Linked DNA regions of Sus scrofa: region 2 is linked to region 1. Evidence: chromatin contacts called from public HiChIP or PLAC-seq data. All regions are on one chromosome and are shown on one strand. The core of a region is the stretch at or near the end of the contact, and the rest is flanking DNA. Distances in the headings are between cores, read along the strand shown. Region 1 overlaps CPEB4 (cytoplasmic polyadenylation element-binding protein 4). Region 2 has its middle 21 kb from the start of BOD1.

Region 1 (5,474 bases), core at 2,422-4,921:
TTCTTTTTTTTCTTTTTACAGCTGCACCTGTGGCATATGGAAGTTCTCAGGTCAGGGGCTGAACTGGAGTTGCTGCTGAGGCCTATGGCACAGCCCCAGCAACACCTGATCTGAACCACATCTGCGACCTATGCTGCGGCTTGTGGCAATGCCAGATCCTTAACCTAATGAGCAAGGCCAGGGATTGAATACTCATCCTCAGAGAGTCAGCACTGGGTCCTTAACCCACTGAGCCACAACGGGAACTTTGATTGGGTTTTTGATGATTCATCTACCTATAAACATAGCCCAGGTTTTAGCACATTTAGAATTGAATTCCTTAAGGGAGAAGGAAGGCATTAGGATTTTAGGCAAGTGAATGTATTTAGTGGATAAAATTCAGTCCTTGAAGGAACTTTGTATTGATTGTATTATAAATGCAAAGAAATACTGCCTGATCAGCAGTCCTAACCTCAAGGGACACTATGACAGGCAACACAGTAGTCTCTGGAGGCCAGCTGTGGCATTTGGAGCCAGAAGCCTGACATACATCATGCAGAAGGCATAGACTATATTTGGTGACATGACTCAACCTAGCCAAATATAGGCAACTGACACAGTGTGACTCTGGGGAACTACACTACCAAATTCTACAGCCTAGAAGAGATTCAGACTCCAACTAGGCAATTCTATGCTAGGCATTTGTGAGTTGGAAAGGACCAATATTTACCAACTAGAATGACTAAGAATTACTGGGGGGAGGAGGTGCTCAAAAGAACGGTGTGTACTATCATATTTTTTTAAGATACTAACTAAAAGTAACTGAATTAATGAGATGAAAGGAGAAAAGACTAGAAGCAAATACGCTAAAATATTAGCAGTATATCTATTATTTCAAAATTAGGTAAAATAAATTATTTTCTAAAAAGTAACCCACATATTATTGCTACTGGTGATTCAGCAGAAAATGATAGAATGCTACCATTTCAACATATAAACATAAAATAGCAAACATTCTACAGTGCTACTAGATTTCATGCTATGACCTTTTCTTTTTCAGAGTTGTGCCAGTATTGCTGGGGACATGGTATCGGCCAAGGCATGACACAGGGATAACTCTGCAAGATTGTCTAGTATAAAGCCGTGCAGTCTGAAAAGTGACAGACAAGAAGCATGAAATTCTGAGTGTGTGTGTATATGTATACACAAACACACACACATATGTTTAGATTATGCCTTTTTTTTTTTTTTTTTTTTTTGGCCACGATGTGCCACAGGGAAGTTCCCGGGCCAGGGATTGAACCCATGCCACTGCAGTGACCACACCAGATCCTGAACCCACTGTGCCATAAGAGAACTCTGAAATTCTGAATATATTTTTACTGACTCTCACTATACAAACTTAGATACTCCAAAGAAAAGGGAGAGGTTTTCAGTGGATATTGTTAAAAATTTCTAATAGGAAAAGGATAAGCATGGACTTAGGTGCATTCCTAAAACAGATGAAAAGTTTTATGCATATGATATACCACACTCACACAAACACACACACACACACACACACACACACAAGTATACATTATTTGCTGTTGTTTAACCAGCAATGCTTCTCCTGGGTCTCTTTCTGCTATTTTTGTTTAGTTCATATCTAAGTAAGACAAGGCTATACTGCCCTAAATAAAATTTTTTATAGATTATAGTAATTATTTTTTAAAATGCTACACCAGAAACCTGAATTTTAAAAAATTAAAAAAAATTTTTATTAATGAATTTTATTACATCATTTTTTAAGGGAGGTGCTGTACCTGCCTTTCTTTATCTGCTATTTTTACCAGCACTGCCTCAGACTTGCCGCAAGATGGCGCTGTGGGGTCCTGGATGACGCAAAGCAAGGTTCAAGAAATGTATAAAAAAAATCAGGTTTTGAATACCAACCTTATCCATACACAAATGCCGAACACATATCAATATGAACAAATAAAAATGTATTCTACATGTTCTATCATTTAATGATACAAAGATTATCACTTTTAATAATTTATTCTATTGGCCTAAAAGTAAGTCCCCAAATCATAATCAGTAACATTATTCTACCCCTTAACGTATCTATGATACAACCAGCTTCCAGTAAAGATGTTTCCACACAAAATTACGAAGAAGAAACTGGCTGGGCCTGACATTAACTGGATGGAGAGTCTTACCCCCTCCAAAAGAGCCATTTAAAGTATACATACACAGAGTTTACAGTAAACAAAACCCCTCTCCAAGAAAGATCTGATGTTCAGTTTAAAAGCTTGTAAAAAATAAAAATAAAAAATTTGAATTCTCTTGCCTATCTCTCTAGGTTCATCTCTCACACTGCCATTTCCCTTCTCGCAGTAGGTATTCTGGACTTTCAGAAGTACTGGCCCACTAACTTTTTTTGGCAGGATGGGGCATTAACTTTTACTTCTGGTTCTTTCCTCTGGCACGCCTTCCTTTCTCTCTGCTTCCGATGTTGTTTCACCACTCAAGCTTCCACAATTTTGTCCAGGTAGCTTCTTTCACAGGTCTCGCAACCTACGGAAAATCCCTGCCCCAAGCCACCTGCTCTCTGGTTTAGACAGGCCTATGGGCTCCATACAACACCCCTTATACTTATTATACCATATTTAAATTATCTATTTCTAAACTCTCTTCCTCTAGGGTGACAAAATCCTTAAGGACAGATTTTGGGTCTCGAAACTCAGAGCTTAGAGAAGAGAAGGTGCTCAATAAGTAGCTGCTGAATGAATGAAAAAAACAAAGCCAGCAACTGGTGGTCTCTGCCACGCAGTGAAACACGCAGTGAAAAGAGTAGAGCTGGACAAAGCCCATCTTGTGAGCTAGATCAAATTACTTTGTTTCTCTGAACCTCAGAGAAACAGAGATTTCCATTTACATGTAAGAAATTCAAGAAATAATTTTTGCAGAATGCCCAGAAAAGCTCCCCAGTTTAGAGTTATGTGCTCAATTAATATTCATTCCCTTTCCCTCATCAACTCTAAGCCAGAGATAATCAATAATTTTCTACTTGTGAGAGAAAGAAAAAGGAAAAATTCCTCTAAGCCACATAAGACCCAAACTGGAACCTTGGAGAAGGGAGTGGCCATATTATGGGGGGATTTTTTCAGCTTCAGAGAAGCGAGTTTGCTAATGTTCTGAGTTACAAACAGGGATATAATTCTTCGCCGGGGAAGAGAAGAGAAAAAAAACCTCTTTACTTTTATGATAGCCAAACTGGCAGAAGCAGAAGTATATTAGGAAATGAAAACTTTGAAAATTCAGCTTAAAAATGCTACTTTTAATAAAAGCCAAGGAGGATCTTCCTTTTGTACCAATAGCTCAGATTCAATCTTTCAATTCTGATATGATAGCTGAAAAACAGACTGTCACGGTGGCAAAAAATTTAACATTTATCTTTAAGATAAGTCAATGGGTTATGTTTCTATAGCTTAAGGTTGGTTTCATGTAGAAGGATTGCTTTGACTCAGGGCAGGTACAAAGTTGGAAGATCTAAAACATTTACGAATTTCAGGCAGAAGGGAATGTCTAGAGAGACACTAGCAAAGAGCTGATCCAATTAAGGAATTCAAAAGATTTCCTACTGCCAGTAAACCTAACAACAAACCAGCCAGCAGGAAGGCTATTTTTATCCCTGCCAGAGGCCTTCTGACTCTGGATGCTACATTTAGAGGACAGAGCAACAAGATAACTTGCCTTAAGAGGATGTTATGATACCAGTGATTAATGGCAATTTTTTAAGCTTTAAAAAACTAGGCATAGTTTTTATCCAAAATAAACCAGCCAAAGTCAGTTTAAAAAAAAAAAAAAAAAAGAAGATAATATAACGGAAAGAAAAGTGGAAAAACAGACCAATGGGTACTAGAAAAGTTTTCAGTAATCTAGAAACAAAGCCAAGGCAGTACATTAAAATCCTCCTACCTTGCAAAAAGGCTGATGAAAAGAAATATGTGTTATAAGAGACATATTTTAAAAGAACCAGTGAATAAAAATAAATAATTGTAGAACTCCCCCAAAGGTAAAGGTGATTTTTTTTTCTTTCTTTCTTTTTTGGCCCCTTGGCATATGGAGTTCCTTGGCCAGGGATCAGACCTGAGCCACAATGGTTGTGACCTCCACCGCAGCTGGGGCAACTCCAGATCCTTTAACCTGCTGTGCCAGGCCAGGGATTTAGCCTTCGTTTTTGTGTTGCAGAGACACACGGCCACAGTAGGAACTCCAGTAAAAACGATTTTGAGAAATGGTTCTCTGTACCAACATGAAGAAGATCAAGACAAATTCATGAAATCCCTTGGGACTCTAAGCTAAATTACGTATGGATGATGGAGAACTTTAGAGATGAGACGAGCCCCTCCCCAAAAAGCAATGAGCTAAGTCAGTGGTTGGCTTTCTGCATACATACCTATCATTAACGCTAATCTCTAATTTAACGTAAATCCTAATGACTTTACTGAATCTTAACGAAGAATGAGCTTTGATTTCACATCTAATCTAATTTCACCTTTGTTATTTCTCAAAAGGCCCAGGTCCTATTTTCCTTTATCAGTACTCAAGGCACTGAGTCTTCCTCTTTTCATTAGCCTTAAAAATAAACAGACTGTTCAAAGATGTCTGCAAATTATTTGGAGGATAAGCTGCATTAGGCCAAGAGTCTAAGTTTTTATTTCCTGATATATCCCAAAGGCCTAAAATAGTGCCTGGCACTTAGTGTTTGCTTGATATGTATTTGTTTTATGAGCAGCCCCCATAGCTTTAGACTTTATACATCTACCCGAAGTGGTTCTCAAAGTGGAGTGAGGGTGGGGGTGAGGAGGGAGGGCAGTCTATCTGAATCACTGCTGGAATACACATATGCTTAAGTCTCATGACAGACTTGGTGAATCAGAATCAGCAAAAAGAACAAGCCAGCTTGGAAAAGCTCCCTCAGTGATTCTATTTTGACCTCCACCCCCTAAAGGCACTCTCGATAAGAAATCAGCAGGTGTGAGGTATGGATCTTTTACAGAAGATTATGATAAAATACACATTTTCAATTCTGTCCCCAGTCTCCTACACAAAAATTAAGAAACCTGAATGCCTACTGTCCGAAGTATACTAAGACAAACTTTTTTTTTAAACATTTGTTTCCCCTCATAAACACTACACAATAAATACCTAAGCTACTGAATCAGGAACCAGATGCAATGTGTTCCTATCTTGATTCGCTAGGTACCAGTTCGCTGAGTGACTTTACAAAAGCTGTTGTATCTCTCTGAACTGCAGTTTCTTCAGCTATAAAGCGGAGATCACACACACAAAAAAATCACATGAGGGAGTTCCCTTCGTGGCTCAGTGGTTAATGAACCCAGCTAGGATCCATGAGGATGCAGGTTCAATCCCTGTCCTCACTCAGTGGGTTAAGGATCCAGTGTTGCCATGAGCTGTGGTGGAGGTTGCAGATGTAGCTTGGATCC
Region 2 (5,889 bases), core at 2,960-5,459, 290 kb after region 1:
CAGTTCACGGCAAAGCTGGATTCTTAACCCGCTGAACGAGGCCAGGGATGGAACCTGCATCCTCATGGATACTAGTTGGGTTCATAACCACTGAGCCACAATGGGAACTCCTGCCAGTGATTCATTTGACTATCAAAACACCCCAGGGTGCAGCGCAGCCTTTATGCCCCCCGTTTTACAGAAACGGAAGCCCAGGACTCAGCCCAGCAGAGAGGAGAGCTGGGGGACAGGAGGGTCCCCAGCAGGGAGGAGGGGGTGCAGGAGGCAGGATGCAGCAGCGACAGGTCTGGGCTCTGGAGTGTAACCCACCTGGGTGAGTGTCTTGCATGGACCCCTCGGGAGCCAGGTGGCCTGAGGCAAGTCCTCTGATCCGTGAAAAGTCTCCATCAGAAGAGAGCTTCAGGGCTCGCCCGCAAGGTTCCTTCTCACAATTTGGAGGACATGGGGGATGTGTCCCAGATCGGTCACTCCTACCTGTGGGACTGCTGGCAAATGACTGGTTCTCTATGAACATCGGTCTCCTCATCTCTGTAGAAATTCTTTGAATAGAAACTACTGGTAATAACTTTACCCGGTGAGGCACAATAACCAAGCTGGAGATACCCCAGACCTCTGGCTTCAGAGGCTCAAATCCCAGCTCGCCTAAAAAGTAGCTGAGCAGCCTTGGACAAGTTTCTCAGCCTCTCTGTTCCCTGATCCACGTGGAGTAATCTACGGAGCTAATGCGTGTGAAGCCCCGCGTACTGTCAGGTATGTTGTGGGACTTACACAACAGTAGTTATTATTCCCGCCTGTCTCTTTCACTCTCAGCCTGAACCAGATCCTGGTCTGACCTTGACTTCTTTCTCACCCTGCTTTTGCTCCCAGTTTTCCAGCTGAGTGTGGCCTGAAAGCTGTTTTTATGGGTTGGTCTCATCAGCGCCCTCCCCATAAACAGGCAGAGGTGGTGTAAGCAAACAAGCGCTCCCTGCTGGCCCTGGAGGCCACCAGCCTCGAAGGAGGTCACTGGGAGGGTGGCAGCTGGTTTAATGGCAATAACAACTAAACCCAGGGATTGGACCAGCCACGAAAGACCCTTGGCCAGGCAGGGTAGCAAGTGGGGTGCTGAAGCCAGACAGCATCCAGGCTGTGTCACCAGCTTCTGTCTCGCCCCTTCAGCTGGGCTTGGCATCACCCCACCCCTCCCCAGAGACAATTTCTGCCTCTCGGTGCCCTGGCTGGTCTCGCCCCCAGGAGTGACCACCACAGCAGCCTTGACAAAAGTCTACTCCCCAGGTCTCTCACATACAGCACCTCATGAATACCCTCGCTGTCCAATATAATTGCTGTCACCACAGACAAAGAGACTGAGTCTTAGTAAAATGACCAGCCCCAAATCATAGAGTTGGAGAGATGACCGCAATCTGAGCGCAAGTCTGGCCCCCAACCCCAGCTTTCACCCTGCTCCTCACTCTGGAAAATCACTTCTGCCTGCCCTGGAGTCAACCCTCGGAGCCGCTCAGGCTCTGCTTACCCTTCTTTTGCCAGCACCCAGCACGCGCCAACACACCCCATGAGACAAGCATGTCTGCTGAAGGGCCCTACAAATGGATATAGAAATGAGAATCCGAGTGGAAGCGTTTCTCTGAGGGAGAAGGTCCCAGATCAGAACCGCACGCACTGTTTTGCAAGCTTTCATTCACTGCATCCTCAAAACCGCCCGGTCGGGTCGGTGGTCTGATTCTCATTTGGCAACTGAAGGAACGGAGACTAGAGGTTAAGCAAGGGGCCCAAGGACCACAGCCGTTTTCCTTTTTGTCTTTTTCGGGCCGAACCCATGGCATATGGAAGTTCCCAGGCTAGGGGGTTGACCAAAAAACAAAAGAGCCGAACAAACATAGACAAAACAAAACGGGAGTTCCCGCTGTGGCCCAGTGGGTTAAGAATCTGATGGCATCGGAGGCCTGGGTTCAATCCCTGGCCTGGCACAGTGGGTTAAAGGATCCATCATTGCCACAGCTGCAGCACAGGTCGCAGCTGTGATTCGGATTCAACCTGACCTAGGAGCTTCCATATGTCGTGGGTGCAGCCATTCAAAAAAAGAAAAAGACTCACAGATAGAAAACAAACTAATGATTACCAGTGGGGAGAGGGCGGTGGGGCGGGGGCAAGACAGGTGTAGGGAATTAAGAGTACAAACTACTAAGTATAAAACAGATAAGACACAGGGATGCGATGTACAGCAAGGAATGTACAGTATTTTAAAATAAATTATATAGAGTATAATCTACAAAAATATTGAATCACTATGTTGTACACCCGAAACTAATATAATATCATAAGTCAACTATACTTCAATTAAAAAAAATGATATGGCCATTTTGAAAGACAATTTGGTGGTTTCTTACAAAACTAAAGACACTCTCCCCATACGATCCAGCAATCGTGTTCCTTGGTATTTGCCCAGAGTTAAAAACTATGTCCACAAAAAACCTGCATACAATATTTTATAGCACCTTTATCTGTAATGGCCCAAACTTGGAAGCAACCAAGATGTCCTTCGGTAGGTGAATGAATAAACTGTGGTCCACCCAGACAGCGGAATAGCATTCAGGGCTGAAAAGAAAGCCGCAAAAAGACATGGAAGAGGTTTAAATGCATGTTACTAAGGGAAAGAAGCCAATCTGCAAAGGCTGAATACTGTAGGATTCCAACTAGATGACATTCCGGAAAGGCAAAACTATGGAGACAGTGAAGAGATCAGAGGTTGCCAGGGGTTGGGCAGGGGGAACACAGAGAATTTTTAGGGCAGTGAAAATACTGTGTATGACACTAGAATAAAGGATATGTGTCATTATATTTTCATCTGAACCCAGAGAATGTAAAACACCAACAGTGAATCCTGTGATAAACTGTGGACCGTGAGTAATTGTGATGTGTCAATGTAGGTCCACCCTTGGTCTGGAAAAAAAAAAAAAAAAAAAAAAGTACCACTCTGGTGAGTGATGGAGAGAATGAGAGCGCCTGTGAACATGTGGGGATAGAGGGTCTACTGGAAATCTCTATCCCTTCCTCTCCAATTTTGCTATGAACCTAATACTGCTCCTGAAAAAAAGAAGGAAAGCAGTGGAAATGTGGAATCGCTTTGTTTTTTAAGCATCATGAGCTGGCGCTCTGGGTCAGAGGAGGAAATGTCTTCTTTATCACGTACTCTCTTGATCGTTTGCAATCCGCTCTCTTCAGGTACTTTGCAGACATCCCTTCAAGCCATCGCATCTGCAGTTAGAAACTGAGGGCCAGAGAGGCTCCAGGGAACTGTTCCAAGCCCAACGGCAAGTGAGCGGTGGCTCCAGGATTCCAATCCAGCTTTAACCACCGCCTAGCACCACTCCGCTGGTCTCTCTGGAAGAGGCTGGGAAGCCCACAGCAAGCATTTTGGGAGCTGAAAGCCCATTTCAAATAGCTGCTGGGAGATCCTGCTGTATAGCACAGGGAACTATATCTAAGCACTTGTGCTGGAACAGCACGGAGAATAAGGTGAAAAAAAAATGTATATAAATGTATATAACTAACTGGTCACTTTGCTATACAGCAGAAATTGACAGAACACTGTAAATCAACTATAATTAAAAATTTAAGTTGTTCCCACTGTGGTGCAGCAGAAATGAATCCAACTAGTATCCATGAGGATTTGGGTGCGATCCCTGGCCTCGCTCAGCAGGTTGGGGATCTGAAGTTACCGTGAGCTGTGGAGTAGACTCAGCTCAGATCTGGCGTTGCTGTGGTTGTGGCCTAGCTGGCAGCTGCAGCTCAAATTCGACCCCTAGCCTGGGAACTTCCATATGTCGTGAGTGTGGCCCTAAAAAGCAAAAAAAGAAAGAAAAATTAAAAACAAAACAAAAAAAACCCACAAATAGCTTCCGGGGGGGCAATGCCTTAACTAGAGATATCTTCTCAATTTAGGATTCAGGAATGCAGACATCTCAGTCAGCCCTGAACCTGACCGCAGCCAGCCATTGGAGAATATTTTCTTGTCCTGCTGCAAAGGATCCATGCACAGGGCACGTGATCTCGCCAGAAACTTGCAGCTCAGGCCTGGGAGTCTGCCCTCAAGGACTGAGCAAGCCAAAATCCATGTCTCCTTCGGCCTGGGTGCTGGTGTGTGGGCGGAGGGCCCGGCCCAGACAGCTCAGCGCCAGGAAGCGTGATGTGGCTGACGAACCTCAGGCCTTAGATGACACCATGACCTTGGCCGGGCTCTCACTTGACTCCTTGAAACACTCACAGCAAATGAGCTCTGTAATGAAAAGCGCCTATAATGGCCAGACAAACGCTGGCCGCTGCAGGATTTTAACAGATGACCTGGTCTCTGTGGTAAAAATAACCTTTGCTTTGGTTAGCAAGATCTTGTTTTTTTCCAAATTGTTTCTGCCTTTGATGACACAGCCTAACCCAGGAGAGCCCTTCCTGTCATCACAGAGTGGAAAAATTCTTGGTGGCATTCTCCCAGAGCTGAGACCCGTTCAGGAGTCCCAGGGGCCCCATCTCCCCTGACCAGGTGCTTCTGGGCCATTGGTAGGAGAGCCTGTCACTTCAGGGGCTCTGGACACACACCTCAGTGCTGGTCACTCATTCAAAGAGAGGAGGAAGAGAGATGCTCTGGGAACAGATGATTTTGCTGCGGTTTTCTAACTGACCTTTTTTCTTTTTCTTTTTCTAAACAATCTTCTCAGGGTAGGAGAAAGAAAACCTTTCCACTACTATTTGGAAAACTGATGGGTATATTAGGTCAAGATTCTGGTGGGCATGTCAGCCAGCATGACTGCTACAGCTGAGATGGCCCAGGGTACATGCTTCTTTTTCTCTTTCTTCCCTTTTCTTTCTTTCTTTCTTTCTTTCTTTCTTTCTTTCTTTCTTTCTTTCTTTCTTTCTTTCTTTCTTTCTTTCTTTCTTTCTTTCTTTCTTCTTTCTTTCCTTTCTTTCTTTCTTCCTTCCTTCCTTCCTTTTCCTTTTGCTTCTTTTTCTCTTTCTCCCTTTTCTTTCTTCCCTTTTCTTTCTTTCTTTCCTTCCCTCCTTCCCTCCCTCCTTCCCTCCTTCCTTCCTTCCTTCCTTTCTTTTCCTTTCCTTTTCTTTCTTTCTTCCTTCCTTTCTCTCTCTTTCTCTCTCTCTTCCTTCCTTCCTTTCTCTCTCTTTCTTTGGGCTGTGCCCTCAGCATGCAGAAGTTCTGGGGCCAGGGATGGAACCTGCGCCATAGCAATGAACCGAGCCACAGCAATGACAATGCTGATCCTTTAACCTCCAGGCCACCAGGGAACTCCCAAGGGCTACATAATTGATGTCGCTTGTCTTCCCTCAAGGAGGGGCAGTATAGCTCCCCTCTCTGTAAGTGTGGGATGCATGCAGTAACTTCCTCCACAGAGGACAGACGTATGCAAACAGGGAAAAGGTCACTTGACAGTGGAGAAACCTGACAGATGTTGCCTCAACCAGATGTCAAGGTCAACATCAGCATAAGTCATACCGACCTAAGTCATATCATGGCAGGTTCCCTTGACACAAGGTGACGTGCACGGCACTTTACCTCTGTGGTCCTCCTTCCCCAAACCTATAACCAGTCTTATGGGAAAAATAATAGACAAATTGCAGCTGAGGGATGTTTTGCAAAATACCTGACCAGTATTTCTCAAATGGTCAAGATTATAAAAAGAAAGGAAAGTCTAAGAAACTGTCACAACCACGGGGAGTGTAAGAAGACACAGTCACTAAATGCAAGGTGGGATCATGGGCAGTAAGTAAAAACTCAGTAATATATTGGTGGGTTTTTTTTTTTTGCTTTTTAGGGCTGCAGGTGCAGCATATTCCCAGGCTAGGGGCTGAATCTAAATTACAGCTGCCAGCCTCTGCCACAGC

The links. HiChIP or PLAC-seq counts read pairs in DNA pulled down with a chosen protein or histone mark.
Region 2: a contact with region 1 is called in an H3K27ac HiChIP or PLAC-seq map of skeletal muscle. The contact joins two enhancer-like sites. A contact is called at or near these places in 1 of 47 Hi-C or Micro-C datasets (skeletal muscle) and 1 of 2 datasets of contacts at active chromatin or transcription factors (skeletal muscle).

What each region holds. Positions count from the first base shown.
Region 1 is chr16:50,462,195-50,467,668 of Sscrofa11.1, forward strand. The region is part of intron 2 of CPEB4 (cytoplasmic polyadenylation element-binding protein 4); the gene reads right to left. Among named protein-coding and RNA genes, the nearest start is that of CPEB4, 34 kb to the right of the region's middle. Within about 2 kb of position 3,672, at least 13 of the 83 cell types and tissues checked have an H3K27ac peak or open chromatin away from gene starts, as enhancers often do. A contact at or near this core is called in skeletal muscle, where this site is marked.
Region 2 is chr16:50,752,877-50,758,765 of Sscrofa11.1, forward strand. No RefSeq gene overlaps it. Among named protein-coding and RNA genes, the nearest start is that of BOD1, 21 kb to the left of the region's middle. Within about 2 kb of position 4,210, at least 13 of the 83 cell types and tissues checked have an H3K27ac peak or open chromatin away from gene starts, as enhancers often do. A contact at or near this core is called in skeletal muscle, where this site is marked.